Linked DNA regions of Rattus norvegicus: regions 2 and 3 are each linked to region 1. A link is a contact called in public Hi-C data. All regions are on one chromosome and are shown on one strand. Each heading gives the region's core, a stretch centred on a gene start, on an enhancer-like site or on the middle of the called end of the contact. The rest is flanking DNA. Distances are from core to core; before and after follow the strand shown.

The links. A called contact is a pair of places that touch in the nucleus more often than the background predicts.
Region 2: a contact with region 1 is called in a Hi-C map of liver, with 2.5 times the contacts expected there. The contact joins the promoter of Gdf15 here to the promoter of Ifi30 in region 1. A contact is called at or near these places in 4 of 12 Hi-C or Micro-C datasets (the A7r5 cell line, hepatocytes, liver and 1 more).
Region 3: a Hi-C map of mammary epithelial cells shows a contact between it and region 1, with 2.0 times the contacts expected there. The contact joins the promoter of Ell here to the promoter of Ifi30 in region 1. A contact is called at or near these places in 2 of 12 Hi-C or Micro-C datasets (frontal cortex and mammary epithelial cells).

What each region holds. Positions count from the first base shown.
Region 1 is chr16:18,706,874-18,711,123 of GRCr8, reverse strand. It overlaps Ifi30 (IFI30, lysosomal thiol reductase), which reads right to left and starts at 1,554. Exons shown (of 7, transcript NM_001030026.2): 1 at 1,237-1,554; 2 at 1-19. The coding sequence starts at 1,359. It overlaps Pik3r2 (phosphoinositide-3-kinase regulatory subunit 2), which reads right to left. Exons shown (of 16, transcript NM_022185.2): 14 at 4,214-4,250; 15 at 3,937-4,107; 16 at 3,079-3,788. The coding sequence ends at 3,581.
Region 2 is chr16:18,837,853-18,841,936 of GRCr8, reverse strand. Gdf15 (growth differentiation factor 15) reads right to left here and starts at 2,672. Exons shown (of 2, transcript NM_001411583.1): 1 at 2,367-2,672; 2 at 1-696. The coding sequence starts at 2,646. The coding sequence ends at 65. It overlaps Lrrc25 (leucine rich repeat containing 25), which reads left to right. Exons shown (of 4, transcript NM_001399265.1): 4 at 1-1,070.
Region 3 is chr16:18,922,407-18,927,053 of GRCr8, reverse strand. It overlaps Ell (elongation factor for RNA polymerase II), which reads left to right and starts at 1,978. Exons shown (of 12, transcript NM_001107304.3): 1 at 1,978-2,124. The coding sequence starts at 1,990.

The DNA.
Region 1 (4,250 bases), core at 305-2,804:
AGAGGCACAGGTCGTGGGCCTGAAAGGAAGAGAGGCATCTGGTGAGGTGCAGCCCGGGTCATCCCCAGGCTTCCGAGCCCGGTCACCCCTGCAGAGGGCAGTCCTATGACAAGTTGCTTATAGTTCCGTTCAGCCTTGTGGCACTGGGACTAGAGGTCTCTGCGCATGTGGGGTGAGCGGTCTCCTGATGAGCCACGCCCCGGCCCCTCTGAGGTTTTCTAGTCTCTAGATCGTGTTCCGCAATCACAGTTTATCTACAAAAAACGGAACCTGACAGGCTCTCAAACAGTAGGTGGTCAGTGAATGCACAATCTTTAACTATATTCAGGAAGTGCTAAGACATGCATATTTCTAGCACTTGGGAGGCAGTGGAAGAGCTCAAGGCCAGCATGGTCTACTACATAGTGAGTTCCAGGACAGTCAGCGCTACACTGAGACTCTGTCCCGTCAACAAACAAAACAGAAAACCAAACCTAATCAAAACAATAACAAAACAAGAGAACTAAAGTAAAAGAAAAATAAGATATACATATTTCTAGTTGCCGCTCTCTCTCAGCCTTGTCTGTTTGGAGATGCACACTCTGAAGCCAAATACAAGCGCTCGCGCCCTCCTCCCTTCCCCCCTTTCTCCCCCTTCCTCCCTCTCTCCCCCGTGCCCCCTCACTCTATTTATTCTTCCTCTCCAGGGACCCAGGGGAACTTCACCCAGTCTGACGCCCGACTAGACACAGGAGGTGACTGATGCGTACAGACTTCCGGTCCCCAGGGAGGGCGGGCCAGAATCTGAGCACCGCTCTAGGTGCACGGGGCATGTGTTTGCTCCATGTCAGAAGCTCGTTAGCCCTCTCTTCTTTGGCTGGAACGCACGCGGTAAGCGACAAGAATTGCGTGAGAGTGGAGACCAGACAGTAGCTCAACAGGTCTGGAGCAGAACACTCCCCTACATGCCGCGCGCGTGCCCATCCCTCAGCTCTTGACTCAAACATATACCGTAGGTGGTTGATAAATGCTCAGGCAAGGCGGGCAGGGGATAGCTGCGCTTTTCAGACCTAAGAGGGGAAACGAAGGACGTGGACACGGTGCTCAGTGTCCGGGGACTGGATTAGGGGTGGTGGCCCTGAACCTGACAACTTTCCCTGGAGACTTTGGAATTCCCCGAATGAGTTCACGGAATAAGTGCAGAGAAGTCCCTATGCTGACAGACTGGCGGGCCCCTTCCTGCGTCGTGGTTCCTACCTTGCAGGTGGCTGCGCCCTCGGAGGATCCTTGCGGCAGGGACGCAGTGGCTGCTCTGGGAACCTCGGGTAGGAACAGCAGAAGCAAAAGGGACAAGAATGGTACGAGCGGAGAACAGGACATGGCTGAGGAGAAAAAAGCTTGGCCAGGCCGGGGAGGCGGGAGACTTTAAGCAAGTGGATGCTCCACCCACTGAGACCACGCCCACACAGGTTCCTCCTAACTCTGGGCCCCCTTTCCTCAAGGCTCCGCTCCAGCCAGGTGCTAGCCCCAAATCACGAGGCCACAGGACTCTGTCTAGCCTTGTGTTCTCCGCAGCCAGTATGTCCGGTCACGTGAGGCTTTTGGATCAAGGGACGGGAAGGAGGACTCCAGACAATAACCGACCGAGGGACATAAGGCAGAGTCCTCATGTCCTTCCTTTGAGCTCAGTGGAGGTCGGGGAGTGATACAGACTCCTCACTAATTCTTACCCCCACCACTCCAGGTCAGAGCAAGCCAGCCCCGTCGGGCACATCCCCCGACCTCTGCTGATTATGGCCCTAGCACAGAAGCTAGCTCAGCCAGGGCAACTCCCCATCTCTGAGGTCCTGGGCCCTGGCTTGGGTTGAGGACAGAGCTGGGGTACTTGCTTCCAGCAACAGAGTGTGTAGGCGGAGATGTGCCTGGACTCCAGGACTCTGCCTCTTTCCATCAGCTGCGGTTTCCCGGCCTCTGAAATGGGGCACGAGTGACACAATGACTGTGGATAGTCACCACGAAAAAAAAAAATCAGAGGTGACCTAGGCTGGGACTGGAGCCTCTGCACCAAGTCAGATTGAAAGCTGAACACTGGGTCCCTGGAGCAGTGACAAGCCACAGAACAGCAGCACCAGCAGGAAAAGTTCCAGTTCCAAGTGTGAGAAACCCTGGTTTTTTGTTCAGGAGACAGCAAGCTAGAGAGGATGGCGATTTCCAGCGTTCAGAAGCTGATAGGGACAGCTACAGGCTGAGAGGCTCTGTTCTAACCAAGACTTGGTATTCCCACCCCGACCCCTCTGCAAGCTCGGCAAAGATCTCCCCTGAGCCATGCCCCCAGCCCCTCATTGGGAGATTCTGAGGGAGGGGTTCTGCCGAGACATGCCCCCAAGCACAGGTAACATTTGTTTTCCTTAATGTTGATTCGTGTCTCTCCAACTAACAAGCTTGTGGTTCTGCCTCAGCTTCCCAGGATCTGGGACCACAAGGTACTGTTTGTCTTAGGTCAGTCGCAGGATGCAGCAAAGACCAAGGCCAACTGAACCCCATAGGGTAGTAGGTCAGGGATGGGCTCTGTCCATTCCTGGCCTAGCTGAGTCCAAAGGTGCTCTCAGAAGATAGTGACACACTGACTGGTGCAGATGGGGGAGGGGGAAGTACTCAGGGAAGTAGTCACAGGCACAAGTCTTGATGTGTTCCTAGCAGGACTATTAGGTTTCCCAATTTTGCTAATGAGCACAGGCCCTGGGCTCTTTCAGCAGGTGTGCAGAGGGGCCAGACCTTGGCCTCCCCTCACAACTCAGGGAGACTAGGGACAGGAGACACCTGCCTGAGTGGCTGAGAGGTTGTTGCCACCTCTCTTCCCGATGAGGAAGTTAGGGACCACATGGACGTCACTTGAGGACAGACACAGCTGGTGCCTGCCTGAGCACCCTGGAACTGGGACACCAGAGGAGGGGCTGTTCATGGGTTTGGGGTTCTTCCAGGATATGAGTATGGGGCAGGGCCAAGTTGCACCGCTGTGCTGCAAGACCACGGGCATGCTAAAGTCTATGTCGTTCACAACATGGGTTAGGAATTCCAGTCCCCAAAGACACTCAGCCAACAGGTACAATGTTTCATATTCGTATCAATAAACGTACCGTACAAAACCTGCTGCCCATCAACCCTGGGCAGGTATGGGGTTCAGGGAGCAGGGACACACTCAGGGCCCTTGTCCCAAAGGGGAGGCATTGCACAGTCAGGAGAACAGCGCAGGGCCTGGACGAGGGCTAGTTTGTATTTTGCCCTCCAGAGGGGGAGCTTCTCGGCAGCTGCGGGGTAACCCCGTGACTGGTTTCACTTCGACCTTAAGAGGGGAAGTTGGGGTCCACGGGGCGGGTCCCGCCCAGCCCCAAGTGTCCAGGGCTGAGTTCCTGGAAACCACCTAGCACAGTTCCTTTCTAAATCGGAGATATGGCTTGAAGAACTCGGGGGGCCCAGGCCAGTGGCCCCGCAGCCTCTGTAAACATGGCAGACGCAGCGGGAGGATGGCATCCTGCGTGTGTTCACCAGGGGAAGGGATTAGAAGACAGACATGGACAGGGAGGCAGGTGAGGTGGGGCGCTCAGCGTGCTGCAGGGGGCGGGCCAGGCCCGGGGGCACGCACAGGGTGTGCGAGGGTGACGGTGAGCGCGTCATTGTGCTGCACAAGTGATGCGTGCTGGTAGTGCAATACCAGCTCCTTCAGGGATCCGTACAGGTTATAGGGCTCTGCGAAGCCAAAGCCAGTGGCTGTGCGGTAGATGACACAGTGCTTCGTGTCGCCATCCACCCTGCGTGGCCAAAAGAGCAGTTCAGAGAAACCATGCCTGCCTCTCCACACAACCTGCTCCTGCCCCTCCCTGCCAAGCTCAACAGGGCCCAGCACACAATGGGTTCGAAACACAAGTGACTCAACCCCGTCAACAGCCCAGCACTCACACCACAGAGCATGCGTAACAGCCCCGCTGGCTGCTCTCCCGGATGAGGAAGGTCCCGTCTCGTTTGCCACTCAGCATCTCCTCCGCCTGTGTGCGGTTGATCTTGCCCACGTACCACGTGCGCTCCTCATGGTGGGGGAGGGCGTCCTCATCCTCCATCAGTGAATACTGGCTGTGGGTGAAAGAAGCCACTGCTGGGCGAACTCTCATTCTCCACCACCAATGCAAGCGCCCGTCCCTTTTATGAAGTCTTTTGCCCCTTGCAGCACATCACTCACTCCTCAGTCTCATTCTTGATTCCCAGCCACTCGTTGA
Region 2 (4,084 bases), core at 1,423-3,922, 130 kb before region 1:
TATTAAATAAAAATATAAATAGCATCATGGAAGGGGAGTGTAGGTAAGGAGCAGGGCCCAGTGCTCAAGCGCAGTGGCAGCCCTGGGCTACCAGATCATCATAAGTCTGCAGTGACACGCCGCTGTCTGTCCTGTGCATAAGAACCACCGGGGTGTAGCTGGAGGGGACACAGCACGGGGCCGGCACTCTGTCGGGCTGCAGGCCATGCAGGCGTGCTTTGATCTGCGCATGCGTGTTGGCCGACCGGTAGAGGTGGGGGCACTCGCCCACGCACATGCTCAGTTGCAGCTGACGCGGGGACAGTACCCAGTCGCTCCAACCTAGGTCCTCGAGAGTTGCCTGCACAGTCTCCAGGTGACAGCAGCGCCCGGGACCCAGCGGGCACGAGTCTCTTGGGTGCAAATGCGCGCTTCGGCGCCCCCTGCCGGCGGCCGATCGTAAGTGCAGTTCCAGGCGCGCGCCGCCAGAGGGCAGCACGGCTAGGTCGGGAGGCGGCGCCAGGCGCAAGCGCAGTGCGCGAGCGTGGGGTCCCTGGAGGCTGATCGCACGTTGCAGGGGCCTGGTGATGTCCCAGGGCCTGGACGAAGGCGTCAGCAGGAGCAGCGCTCGGTGCACGCGGTAGGCTTCGGGGAGACCCTGAGTCAGCGACGCCCGGTTGACGCGGAGCAGCAGCCGGCCGTGGGACCCCAATCGCACTGCAGAAGAAACCAGAACGCCCGTTACTCATGTGCTCAGTATGTGCCAGGCACAGGTGTGTCCGTGTGCAAATGTGCCACTCCCACCCACCACAGGGCCTTTGCACAGATGTTAAACATATGTAGCCCAAGGTCTCTCAGGGTAGCCCTGGTTCTCAGTGTAGTTAAATAAATGTAACTCTCGATGTAAGCCAGGCTAGCCTCGAACTCAGAGATCTGCCTGCCTCTGTCTCCCAAGTGCTGGGATTAAAGACTTCCACCAGCACCTTCTGGTTAAAAGCTGATTTTGCTCTTAGCAACAGGGAGATCTCTAAGGTCTGCCCTGTGGAGTACTTCTCAAACCTTTCCCCAAACCTCTGAATAAAGTGTTTTAACAAACAAAAGTTGATTTTCTTTAAAGCAGTGTTTGGTGGCCACCTTTTCACACTTGGGAAATGGAGGCAGAAGGATTGCCCTGAGTTTGCAGTCAACCTGAGCTACAAAGTCCCTATCTCAAAAAGAAAGAAAGAGAGAGAGAGAGAGAGAGAGAGAGAGAGAGAGAGAGAAAGAAAGAAAGAAAGAAAGAAAGAAAGAAAGAAAGAAAGAAAGAAAGGGGGCTAGAGAGATGGCTCAGAGGTTAAGAGCACTGTCTGTTCTTCCAGAGGTCCTGACTTCAATTCCCAGCAACCACACATGATAGTTCACAACCATCTGTAATGGGATCTGATGCCCTCTTCTGGCCTGCAGACAAACATGCAGGCAGAAAGCTGTATGATGTATACATAATGTTAGAAAGAAAGGAAGGAAGAAATGGAAAAAGAAAAAGAGGAAAACAATGAATGGGACGGGGGCTGCAGAAATAGCGCAGCGATTAAGAGAACGCACTCTTCTTCCAGAGGACCTGAGTTCAAATCCCAGCAACCACACGGTGGCTCACAACCGTCTGTAATGGGATCTGATGCCCTCTTCTGGTGTGTCTGAAGACAGCTACAGTGTACTTACATATAATAAATAAATCTTAAAAAAAAAATTGGGACAGGTTCTCACTATGTAGTCCCAGCTGGCCTTGAACTCACGGCAATTTCCCTGCCTCAACCTCTGGAGTAGTTACCATATCCAAGTAAGACTTTGCAGGTCGTCAGAGTGACAGTTCACTGGGATTCACACAAAGCTAGCGGATTTGTGAAGGGGCGTGCCCAAGCGGATTTGTGAGGGGGCGGGGCCAGATCGGCCTGGGTCCTAACGCGGAGCCGAGGCCCAGGGATCCTCCTCCCTCCCATCCAGGCCACTGTCACTTGTTACAGTAGCAGATTCTTGACCAGCGATTGCGTCAGATTCCGGATCCAGTTCCCGCAGGTTCTTTTCCCTCTGGCTCTCAACCTGGCTCTCTTTCCTACCTCCCCTCTCCAGTACCCTCTAACCATCCCCCGTGTCCTCTCCCACTAGAGTGCTGTGCATCTCCAGGAAAGACCTCGACCTCTCTGGACATCATTTGTCCAGCTCCGGTCTGAGGACGGTCGTCCTTCCTACTCTGGCTGAGCCCACTGCACGGGGGACTGCTGGCAACTCCAGAGGTCACAGCAGGGGAAACTGAGGCTCGGAAGCTGGACTGACTGGGTCTCGTGGACTTGAGTGTGTTGGTTAGAGCTTGGAGAGGGTGTTGCTGAAGTGGGTCCCCAGCTGCCACTTACCCTCTGGACTGAGTATCCGGACAGCTGGGTCAGGGGTTGGTTCTGAGTTCGAGTCCTCCCGGCTCTGGTTGGCATGCAGTCGGCTCAGCAGGTCCTGGAAGCGACCCCGTAGCTCGTCCGGGTTGAGTTGGGACTCAGAGAGGGAGCGTCGCTGCTCAGGCACTGCCAGGGCGTCCCCCTGAGATGGCCATGACAGCAGAAGCAGCAAGAGCAGCAGGAACAGCAGGAACCTCAGCTGAGGACCGCCTGTAGGCTGGGCATGGAGCGCGCGCAGGGCCATGTCGCTTGTGTCCTGAGTGTGACTTTGCGTTAAGCCTTCGCAGCTGCCTTTATACCCACTGGACTCTGTCCGCCCCGCCCCCTTGTGCGATGCCAACTCGGGTGACCAGGCTAATCCGGGCGGGAATCCCAGGGCTCCGCAGGGGGGCGGGGGCGGAACCTCTCAGCTCACGAGGGAAAATGCGGGGACTGTGACCTGAGTGAGTGCTGACTGTCCCCACAGAACATGTGATGTAGTCCAGACTGAAGTTCAAGTGGCTTCTTCCTTCCCCTTGGGACCAGGGCTCTCTCTCCCTTTCTTCCTCTCTCCCTCCCTCCCCTTCTCCACCCCCATCGAAGGTAAAGAAGCCAAGGAAAATCTAGAAAAGGCAAGTTCAGGCAAGTCACCCTACGTCTCAGTGTCCCAGGAGTAGACTTTACAACCCTGTCTAAATGGGCTGGGACAGAAGAGCAAACCAGGGAGTACTGCACCCATTCAAGGTTCTCTTCGGAACTCCTACTAATGCTTCAAAACCCTGTGCGAACAGCTCCTGCTTCAGGAACCTTCACTAGATTTCCAGGATGACTGGGTGCTCACACACGCCTGCCCTGTGCCTGCCTCAGTATCCCCAGACCAGGGGTCTCTATTGGGGAGAGAGGCAAGAGGAAATCTGCCCATGGGTCTCCTTCCAGTCGGGAGTCGGTAGGTGGCTGGAGGGTGAGGGCAGTTGGTCTCAGGCTCCAAAGGAAGATAGATGAGGACGAAGTCGCCAGGAGCCCTGTCCACAGTCAGCCTGAGCCTCCGAAGGGTAGTGGCTGTAGCCGGGACTTCTGAGTGAGACCAGAGTGAGCATCTAGGGCACCAGGTGTCACCAAGTTCTCCTGCTGGGATCTGGAGCACCTAGGGTTCCCTCCCAATATCTACGTACTGCTGGGTGGCCTCTGACCTGTGGGGTGACTCCAAGTTATGACTGACTATGGGGCTCCATGTCCCCCTGTGAAGGCCAGGTAGGTGCATGGTAAGTCTTCACCCGCCGCCATCCCTTCTGTCCCTCTGTCCTGGTGCTCACTGGACAGGAGGTAGAAGCCCGGGCTGACCCCAGAACCCACCCCCTGCTGATCCCAGACCCCCCCCCTCAGATCTAAGCCCTGCCCCTTATGCACTAGTCCCCCTCCTCCTGTAGACCCAAGACCTGCCCCCAAAGTTACCTGTCTGGTCTAGGACCCTTTGTCTAAATGATCAGTATGAAGGGAGGTGACCCTGCCCTTGTGCTCCCGTGGGGAGGGGCAGCTTGGTGGACACCCAGCCGGTGAGAGTGGGGATTATTTTCATCTCTGAACGTTTTTCCCCCAAAATTTTTTTTTTTGGTTCTTTTTTTCGGAGCTGGGGACCGAACCCAGGGCCTTGCGCTTCCTAGGTAAGCGCTCTACCACTGAGCTAAATCCCCAGCCCCGTTTTT
Region 3 (4,647 bases), core at 729-3,228, 220 kb before region 1:
GTGGGTAAGAAAAGCTGTTAATTATACACACCAAAATATTACATAGTCGTCAAAAAGGAATGAAGCTCTGATTCACCCATTGATGACCCTTGAAAACAATTACACCTCAAAGGCCTCACGTTGTGGGACTGCACTATGAAATGCCCACAAAGACAAGCAGATCAGAGAGTTGCTAGGTGACAGAGATGGAACAGGAAAAACTGCAAATGAGGACCAGGCTTTCCTTTGACAAGAAGGAATGTTCTGGAACAGTCAGTGGTGGCGGTTGTGCAACATTGAGTACGTGTGGGATGTCGCGTTAAGATTTGTTTATTGGAAAGCCAGCGCATGACGTGTGGGAGATTCATCCAGTTGTTGAACTTTCAGCAATAGTCACGTTCAGCACATCATCCTGTTTCCACAGCTCTTGCCCTGTTCTGGGAATCCCCCCATTAGCTGGACCTAGCAAACCCACACGCACTTGGTTTACATAACCACGCCCACCACACCAGCCTCTCAACATACGCCCACTCCCTCCTGGTACGAGCAGGCCCCGCTCACTTTATTTTCCGGAGGGCTCTATGCAGACTCCACCAAAGGAACGCTGAAGAAAAAGCGTAAATATCAAGCTTAAAGGCCCTAGTGGTGGTAACCTCGTTCAAGTGTTAAGGGTTCATGAATAACACGTAGAGGCGGGGCTAGGGGCTTGGAGAAGTGGAACCGTCAGTGCCTTGTGAATATGCATGAGGCGGGTGGGGCACAGGGAGCTTCCCTCAAGCGGTCGGGGGTCGTAGTCTGTTGAGTGGCAAATCCTTGAAAATTGGTTTGCGCTACGCGGCAGCGGCAACTCCTGAATAACTCAGCTATTCCAAGCGTCTGAGGCTGCTGGGGATGACCTCCGGAGCTTGAGGTCTGGCTACGTAGCGCGGTGGGTGAACTGAAGTAGGGCGGACCCTGCGACTGTTGGGGGCGTATCAGTAGTGCGTTTGGCGGGCAAGCTGTGGTCGGGGAAAATCTCTAAACACGCGATGGGGGCGTGGCCAAACCTACCTCATGAATAATGCAGCAAGTCGATGGGGCGGGCTTTAGGGGAGTTTGGGGGCGTGGCCAAACGATAGCGCTTGGGGGAGTAGCTCCTCAGTGACGCAAGGTTCCAAGGGCATATTTGGGGGGCGTGGCAAGGAGTTGGTGGAGGAGGCGGCTTCGCCACAACATATAGGCGTGGCTAAATGTGTAGTGGTTTTTCAAGGTAATTTTATTTCACTGGGAGTGGGCTCGCTGAAGGCCCGATGCGTGGCCATCTAGATCATGCTTGCAACTGCGAACAAACATGTTTGTCGTCGCGGGCTGGCAGTCTACAAACACGTTGGAGACCACGGCCAGTCTCTCATAAATAACAAATAACACACCCTCGCGACGGGTCGCGAGACTGACAGGGCTTTACTGGGTTTGGGATGAGGGTGGGTTTCCAGCGCTCCGGGCGGCGAGGCTACCTTCGCCTCATGAATAATACATTAGGAGTCATCAGGTAGGCGGAGCATGTTTGTAAGTTTGGGGGGGTGTGGCCAGCCGCGCACGCGCACAAGAGTTGTTTGCTAGGAAGGGAAGTTTCTTATCCCGGAGGCGTGGCCAGTCTGCTGAGGGAAGAGCAGTATTAAGACTTAGACTGGCCTCGCGAGACCCTTGGGGAGTAGCCAGTTGGGATGCGGTTAGTTTTTGCGGGTGTGTTCCGAGCGCGCGGGAAGGCGTGGCTAACCTCTCATGAATAATGCAGCAAAAATCTGGGTCTCTCGCCTCGAGGGCGGGCCTGTAAGTGCTTGGGGGCGTGACCATCTGTGAGGGTCGCAGGCAAAACGTTCTTCTCTTTCAAAGGAGGCACGCTCGCCCGGAGTGGGGCGTGGCTATGCTGGCCTCATGAATAATGCAGCACGTCGGCTGGCGGCGGGGCGGGGCGGGCCGGCGTGAGGGCGCAGTCGCTGAAGAGGGGGGCGGGGGAGTGATGGTTGCAAGATGGCGGCGCTGAAGGAGGCTCGGAGTTACGGGTTGTCGTGTGGGCGCGTGAGCGACGGCAGCAGGGTGTCGGTATTCCACGTGAAGCTCACCGACAGTGCTCTGAAGGCTTTCGAGAGCTACCGGGCCCACCAGGTGAGCTTTGCGGCGTCCTGGCGGGTAGGCTGCGCCGTGGGGAGACACTTGCTGGGACCTGTGGGGGAACAAGGCCGCGCGTCCATACCTGGCGATACCTTGACCAACCTCAGTGACATCCTTCAGGTTGACTCTACTCTTGCCTCTTTTTATAAAACAGATCCTGTCTATGTAGCCTAGGTTGTCCCTGAACTGACGGCCATCCTCCTGCCTTAGGTTCTTAAGTGCCAAATGACAGGTGTGTTTGGATCCATTCTTAGAAGGGGTAGTTTAGACAGAAACTTACTGCCTGGCTCCAGATCCTACCACCTCATGTAATCTTGTTTCCTTGGATAATCTTGGACAAGGCTGTTGTGTTTTTCTCACCGACTGAGGTGGTGGTGTTACCTATGGGGGCTTCCTCTGGCTGGGCACTCAGGAGGAGGCTTCTGTATCCACCACACTTGGTCCCTTCTTCATATTCCAGTCTTCATCTGGGAGAAATTCCAGGCTTTTTGGTACTGCCTCCTGGCTTGGGAGTGGGGTTAGGGATCTGGGCTGTGTCCCTCTCTCCTGGGCCTCACTCTGGGTCACACCTTGATGCTCCACCCAAGCCATGGCATCACTCTGCATCCATCCACTGGGACAGAGGTTGCAGGTCCCCAGGGGAAGTGGCTTGAGGGTTCATCTCGCTAAAGTGACTGGGGTGTTGGGTCTGTGTCTGGGATGTGTGTTTGCCTGCGCTGGCGCAGGGGGTGTTGACGCGGTCGAGTGAACAGAGAGTAACTAGGAAAGAATGTGGTTTTCTTCCTGCCCGGGACATGTGGTGCACCCTTGGCCAAGCCAGGAATTTATTCCCCACTCAGTGGTCTGGGGAGCCTACCTCTCCCCACATGTTTTCCCTTCACTTCTTTGAGCCACTTCCTGCCTGTGCCCGGGTCTTAGTTTTCTCCTTCCTAGAACAGGATTCAATCTCTTTAGAAAAAGTTGTTTTTTCCTTGTCGAAAAGGTTCCTCATCATGAGGCAGAAAGTGCCCCTGCAGGTGAGAAGGAAGAGGGGGTGAGGATTTGGGTGGCAGCCACTGAGTGACCGGCCCAGCCACTCTTCCTGGTTGGAATTCCAACCTGGAGTCTTTCCCCTTGGGCCATTCTGACTAGTCCTGGAAGATCAGGACTTTTCTCAGAATCAGCTGGGCCAGAGCATGAGTCACCACTGTCAGGTGGACTTGGTACCTGGTGGCAGTAGCTGGCCCTTGCCCTGCCACCCCAGCAGCCTTCTCCAGCACTGCTGTCATACTGTTATTTTTAATTTTGGGTGTGCATTACATCCCCTAACTAAGCCTGATCTTCTTCTTGTGAGGGCGCTTGTGGAATTGCAGGCCACCATGCTTGTCCCCAGAGGAAGCCAGCTATATCTAGCCGGGTGACAACCAGCCATGAGGGAGTCTGGGCATTGCGGCTGGCAGCCTTCAGTTTTGGGACAGTGCAAACCTGTGTTTATCTGGAAAGCTGACAGGGCACTTAGTGGCGAGGCGACTTTGGCGTGTAGTCTGTCGCCAGCATCAGAGCTTGGCTCTACCCTAGGCTGTTGTCAGACCCAGGACTCTTGACTCTAGATGCCAAGGTGGCAGACTGACACCACCAGCCCAGCTTCAGAGACACCTATAGTTTGTTTCTTGTTTTTAAGTGGAGTCTCACTGTGGAATCCTGGTTGGCCTGGAACTTGCCAGGTAGAGCTTACAGGTCTCTAGCTCTCGAAGATCTACCTGCCACCTTTGTTAGATTAAAGGTTGTATTACTGCACCCAACATGGCTTTAATCTTGCTCTCTGGGTGTGAAGGGGTCTGAGCTGAGACAGTGGTAGCTTTGGTGGCAGGAAAGGACAGATTTAGGAATGGGGAACAATGGGGAGGGACTTGGAGAAACTTGGGTGACCAGAGAGGCAGTGATCATCAGCTGATGCTCACAAGGCCAGCACCGCCTCTTGTTCCAGCAGCTAGGTCTTAAGTCTTGCTTACCACTGCTTGGTTTTTCTAGACAGGGTTTCTCTGTGTAGTCCTGGCTTCCTGGAACTCGCTTTGTAGACCAGGCTGGTCTGGAACTCTGCCTGCCTCTGCTGAATGCTGGGATTAAAGTTGTGCATCACCACTTTCTGGCCACTTTTATTTTTTTGAGATTTCTTTATCTCTTCTGTACCGCAGGCTGGCCTTGAACTCAGGACTCTCTGGCCTTAGCCTCCCTGTTGACTGTCGTGTCCCAGCACTACCCTATATTTCAGTTTGAATTGTCAGGAGCTTTTTCTTAGCTTCAGGTGTAACCAGAGCAGGGGCTGGAAGGGGACAGAAGGCCATGCCAGTTCAAGGCATAGCCACAGGCATGGCTAGAGCCCATCCCACCTCTAACATAAAAATAATACTAATAAATAAAAAACAGGAAAACTGCCTGCAGTCCCAGGGCTGAGTAGGATGAGGCAGGAGGGTTGGAAATTCAAGGCCAGTCTGGGCTCTATGAGACCTTTTCTCAAATAAACAACCTAAAAAAGGT